Linked DNA regions of Manis pentadactyla: region 1 is linked to region 2. Evidence: chromatin contacts called from public Hi-C data. All regions are on one chromosome and are shown on one strand. The core of a region is the stretch at or near the end of the contact, and the rest is flanking DNA. Distances in the headings are between cores, read along the strand shown.

Region 1 (2,747 bases), core at 10-2,509, 200 kb before region 2:
GCATTTTTGAACATGCATTAACAACTGGGATCCATGCCCCAAGCTGCCCTCATGTCCCAACATGCACAGAAATCTGTACAGATTTTTGGGATAAGAGTGCACCAGGGCACTGGAAGCCCCAGGAATTCTGGTCCCAGTTTGGCACAGTTCATCCTGGGCAAGTCATTTAATCCTGCTGTGCATAACTGTTACCATCTCTGTACCATTCCTCAGTTAAATCAGAACCCAACTGAGGCCTGACTCTTGGCTCAAATGACACAATGGATGTGAAGTCATTTTGATAAGAGATCATCTCTCCTAAGGAAAAGGAGGGGACACTGATGTGAAAGTGAAACAACCAATCTCTTCCTAAAGTGCTGCTGAAGATGCTACATTGCAAGTCAGCCAGAATAGTTACTGAAGCAGACTCAATCTGTGTTGAGGCTGTAAGAATATAGTAATTTATCCTCCATTTGCCCCATGGACCCAAGCACATAAGCCGGTGAGAATTATGCCTGGGGCTTGCTGGGTTTATCCCACTTTATCTCTAAACATCCCGACCCTCCCCCAAGGCAACAGGCCGAGCGGATCCGCCACAATAAAAGGCACCACGCTGCGACCCTCCTTACCCAGAACTACTCCGGAGACATGGCCCACGCAAGAGACTTTGTTATCTGAAGGAGAGAGTGGCTGCCCAGAAGGGGTGGGGTGGGGAGAGAGGCGGTGGGGGGAGCAGCAGAGAGAGCAGCGGGACAGAGAGAGCAGAGAGCAGAGAGAGAGAGAGGGAGAGAGAGCAGGGAGAGCAGGGGGACAGAGACACAGACAGAGTACCCTTATTTAATGCTGCCTTCTTTTTGGGTAAGAAAGACTACTGAGGCAGGTGGACGAGTGCAGGAAGAGGTGCGAGAAGAGGTTCTTTCGATTCCGGAACACACCCGATCGTGTAAAGTTCACCTCTACACACATAAAGTTTTTTGTTTTTGAAGTCACTGAACGAGCGACTCACAATATCGGCCATGTTGGTTGTGGCAACCTAATTACTTCTTATTTTTCTGTGACGATAATCGGGCAAAGCCGCCCTACCAAGGCTTTTTACGAAGCACCAGCGACTCGCGCGACAAAGCGCCGCTTTCCAGCCGGCTAAGGTCCAGAGCGTGGGCCCTTCCAACGGGGCCACCTCCGGGCTCAGCTCGCCGGTCGGCGCCGGCCGGGCAGGGCCGCGGGTGGCCCCGCCCACGGACACGCCCCCTTATTTAAGTACGCGGCGCCGGCTGGTGCGTCGAGCTCGCCGCGAACCCAAGATGGCGGCGTGTGGACGTGTACGGAGGATGTTCCGCTTGGCGGCGGCGCTGCAGCTGCTGCTGCTCGCGGCGGCCGGGGCCCAGAAACTCCTGAACCAGGGCGGCCACGGCCAGGGCCAGGGCCAGGGGGCCGGCTTTGGAGGCGGCGGGCCGGCGGGTCAGCAGCTGCTCCAGCTGCCTCAGTCATCTCAGCACCAGCAGCAGCCCCCTCAGCAGCCGCCTCAGCCGCCGCAGCCGCCTTTCCCGGCGGGTGGGCCTCCGGCCCGGCGCGGAGGAGCGGGCCCCGGCGGCGCCAGCGGGGGCTGGAAGCTGGCGGAGGAGGAGTTCTGCAGGGAGGACGTGACCCGTGTGTGTCCGAAGCATACCTGGAGCAACAACCTGGCGGTGCTCGAGTGCCTGCAGGACGTGAGGGAGGTGAGGAGGCGGGACGGAGCCGGGAGGGCCAGGCCTGGTGCGGGCCCGCGGGTGTCGCCGGCCTCGAAGCCTCGGATGCGGGTCGGCTGCCGCGCTCGCTCCCCAGCTCCCGGCTCATTCCGTGGGGAGGACACCACCCCACCCCCTCCCTCCTTCCCTCCCCGGCGCCGGGGTCTGGAGGCCCTGAGCGTGTTGGTGTTTGCCCTGGGCTTTTGTGTGCTGCTCTAAGCACAGTGACTCCTCGCCGAAGACCTGCTTAGTATTTTGCCATCCGTTTCCACTTGGACAACTTGTAGCAACCCTGTTAAGTCTGAAAAATGGTTGGCGTCCTTAAGCCGATAAAAATGACCTGCTGTTTATTGGCAGTAGATAATGTTTGTGTAGGTAACTCGGGTTCTATATGATGCGTGTTGTAGTCCACAGCTGAATTTATTCTCTTTACCCCGTTCTTTTGTAATTCTCAAATTTTTATTACCTACAGGGTGCTGACGCTAATATATATGTATATATTTTCCCGTCACTTCTTTTGGTCAATTTGTAGTGAATGACAAGTTTAAGCTATTACTGCAAGTGATTTAGAGCCCTAAGGCTTGAAAAGTTGGTCCGGCATTTGAAGCTGTAATACATAATCAGTATTTGTGGATTGGGTTTCTGACATCTGTATATGATTTTAACAGTACCTTTTAATGAAATCTAGATTTGATGTGATTCGGTTAAGTGACAGAATTTCTTCTCTAGATTTAATGCTGCAGACATAAATGCATATTTGGCAGTTGTTAGTTTGCCAGCAAATCTGGTAGGGATACTTTTTTTTTAATTAAAAGGTTTAGGTACATAGAATTAGGCCCAAAGGTTGACAGAATGAAGCTGTTGTCTGATAGTTTTGTCTGGAAAACTGTATCATCAGAATTGTCTAGGGTGTTCATGGTCTTGGGTCTTGAAGACCACCGGCTTGTAGAAAATTGCTAGTATTGGCAGTTTTTCCCCCCTCATCCCACTATAATGTTTGCTGTAGTATTCTATACAGAGGATTTCACAAGAGGAAAAGACTTC
Region 2 (2,864 bases), core at 342-2,841:
CATCTAATGAAAGAGAGAAGCCAGAAACATAAAAACAGGCCATCCTCTTGATAAACAGTGCGTGGATGGTAATGAGAGCATACAAATTTCAAGCAAGACCCAACACTTGACAATGAAAGGGGCATTAAGACCTGCATGTTAACGTAGAGGCCAAAAATGGTGCCAGTTGAGGGAAGCAGGTTGCTCACTACTTACTGCATGTAAATAGAATGTCATTAAAGTATTCAGTAGCACTTCATTTCACCCACCATTTCCTACCACAGCTGGGTTTCTTCCAAGGTCATCGGCCTGGTAATAGCATGAGCCAGAATATTCGCTCACCTAGAAAACTTGGGAAGGTTTTCTCCCCAGATTGCCACATCTGGGAACCAACAAAGTCTTCCCCAAGAATATACCTCTAATCTATTAGTCTGTTCCATAATCTCTGTTGGGCAGGGCAGTAACCCCAAGCTTTAAGCCCTTAGCTAAAATAATAAAGTAGAAGTACTTACCAGCACTGATCCAGTACTTATTTAGCACAGAAGCCCAGGATGCCTTGAGCTCTCATGTACTGGAGCAACAAGAGGCAGAGTTTCTGTTTTCAGGCGACCAGACCTCAGGTTGTTGGCTGTCATGGTGACACAGGAGTCCCTGGGGCTTGATTGCCACTCCCCAACGGCAGAAGCCCATCCTTTCACCTGCACTGTTGAGTCCTATTAGCCAGCCCTGTGCCTGGCCACCAGAGGCCATCAATAAAGCGACATTGGCGGCTTGTGGTGAGAGGCCTGAATCCAAAGGATGGAACTGGAGAGTGGCCCAACGTGCCGTGGCACCTGTACCATTAGTACACCATTCATTCAAAGAAATATTTATTGGTCGATGTCCCCAACACTGTTCTGAGTGCTGAGAATATAGCCGAGCCTAAGATTTATGTTCAGTGGAGAGAGGACAGGGCTTGCAACTAGTCAACACACTTTCAACACACACGTACTTTATTTAGCTGGTGATGAGTCCTACAGAGGAAAGAAAACAGGGCGATGTGATAGCAAAGGAGAGGTGGGCGGAGGGGTTTCTCAAGATGATGGAATGAGTAATTCCATTTCCTCTGACCCAGGTAGCTAGGAAGGTGCAGACGAAGATGTGGCCAGGAACTCTGGTCCTCTAATCCTGCCTCCGAGGTCCGGCCAGGCCCTAGCCGACCGAATTTCAGAACGACTTCGAAGAAACCAAGCGACACTCAGTCGGATCTTTTCCCATCGTCGACTAGAGGCTTTGAGCGGCGAACCCACTCCGGGACGAACTGGGAACGCGCCTCGCGGGTGCAGGGAACCCCCGGCTGCCCGACTGCAGCGGGGCCTGCCGCCCGTCGCGGACGTTCGGCTGCACTTGCAGAAATCTACGGGGCTCGAGGCCCGAGTTATCGGGCAGCCCGATTAACAATGCTCCCAGCTAGCAGCCACTTTACTCCCGGCCTGTGGCCCTGGGGGGCGTGGCTTCGCAAGACCCAAACAAGCCCCACGTGTCGGGGGCGGGGACGTCACGGTGCGCGTGCGCGCCTGAGGTCACGCGCCGGCGTACCTCTGTTTTGGGGTTGGCGGGTGGGGCGGCCGTAAAGCGCGGAAGGTCGCGGTCTCCACCTTCCCCGGAACTTCTTCCTCCCTCCGTTCCGTCCCCGGCCCATGTCCTGTCCCCGCCTTCCGGGGACCGGCGAGTGTTGTGGCTGCTGGGCCGCTGTCGCCGGGCTGTTGCTGAGCGCGGAGCCCGTTGGGGCCCGTGAGGTAAGGGACACCGCGGGGCCGTTTTGGCCTCACCGTCAGCGCGGCCCCGGACTCTCCCAGCGAGGCCCCTGTCCGCTGTGGTCTCCCTCAGGAGTGGTCCCGGTCGTCCCTCGTCCCCTGTCGCTTCAGCCAGGTCCTCTCGGGAGAGGCCCCGCCGGCCCAGGCGGCAAGAGGGTGCGCCTCACTGCCTTCGGCCTCTCTGCGGCTGCGTTCCGTCCGGCCGGGGCGGTAGGGGCCTCGGGGTCCCACTCCCGGCTGTCCCCGTGCCCGCGCACCGTCTCTTCCCGGCGTGTCCGGTGCTCAGCTCGGAATCCCGGACTGGCCGGGTGTCCTCGCCTCTGGCTCCCTCCTCGGGCTTGCGCACCCTGCCCTCTCTGCGGGTGGAATTGTTTTCCCGCCTTGCACCGTGCGGTGCGCGTGTGCTTTACTAACTAGTAAGACTGCCGTGAAGTCATGCCCGTGAGCTGTCTTAACGTTTGGCCATTGGGGACTGATGTGAGTGACACTCGGTTTTGATTTAGGAATCTTTAAGACCTTTGTAATCATGCACGTCAGCATGAGGCACGGAGTTGCGAGGGGAGCGCGGCAGCCGGGCCGCAGGGCACACTTTTCCAGTGCTGGGGTTTGTGTTATTTTCTTAAACTTTCCGGGTCACCTGGTAGCACTTGTTGGAAAAATAAGAGCACCCTGGACCAGCAGGATCAGAATCTCCAAACATGGAGCCTGGGAATGTGTCTTTGTTTTTTTATCCCAGGTGGCTCTCATGCTGAGGCCGATGTGATCAGTGTTGTTCCTCCATCCAGCAGCCCGTTTGTACACAGCCCTGTGACCATGTAGAGTAACGACTCAGGGGGAGATGGAGCTGGCCTCTTGCTCTAGTGCTGTAAGCATTTCTGCGCATAACCAGCCCAGTACTGAAGTTGTTTAGCAGAAATTATTCTTTTTGGCAGAATGTTTTACATTCACTTTATTTAAAATATATATAATTTACTTTAAACCAGGTTATGTGTTTTATTTTATGACTTGGACACCTTCACCTTCTCTACCAGCTTTACCTCCTTTGCTGTCAAGCCTTTGCTTCAGTTTTGCTGCCAGACCTACTTGAAT

What was found. A called contact is a pair of places that touch in the nucleus more often than the background predicts.
Region 1: a contact with region 2 is called in a Hi-C map of skin fibroblasts, with 2.4 times the contacts expected there. The contact joins the promoter of GLG1 here to the promoter of PDPR in region 2. A contact is called at or near these places in 2 of 3 Hi-C or Micro-C datasets (fibroblasts and skin fibroblasts).

What each region holds. Positions count from the first base shown.
Region 1 is chr15:61,023,035-61,025,781 of mManPen7.hap1, reverse strand. It overlaps GLG1 (golgi glycoprotein 1), which reads left to right and starts at 1,259. Exons shown (of 27, transcript XM_057492773.1): 1 at 1,259-1,694. The coding sequence starts at 1,281.
Region 2 is chr15:60,826,782-60,829,645 of mManPen7.hap1, reverse strand. It overlaps PDPR (pyruvate dehydrogenase phosphatase regulatory subunit), which reads left to right and starts at 1,591. Exons shown (of 17, transcript XM_057492778.1): 1 at 1,591-1,757. The region is part of intron 4 of LOC118932959 (pyruvate dehydrogenase phosphatase regulatory subunit, mitochondrial-like); the gene reads right to left.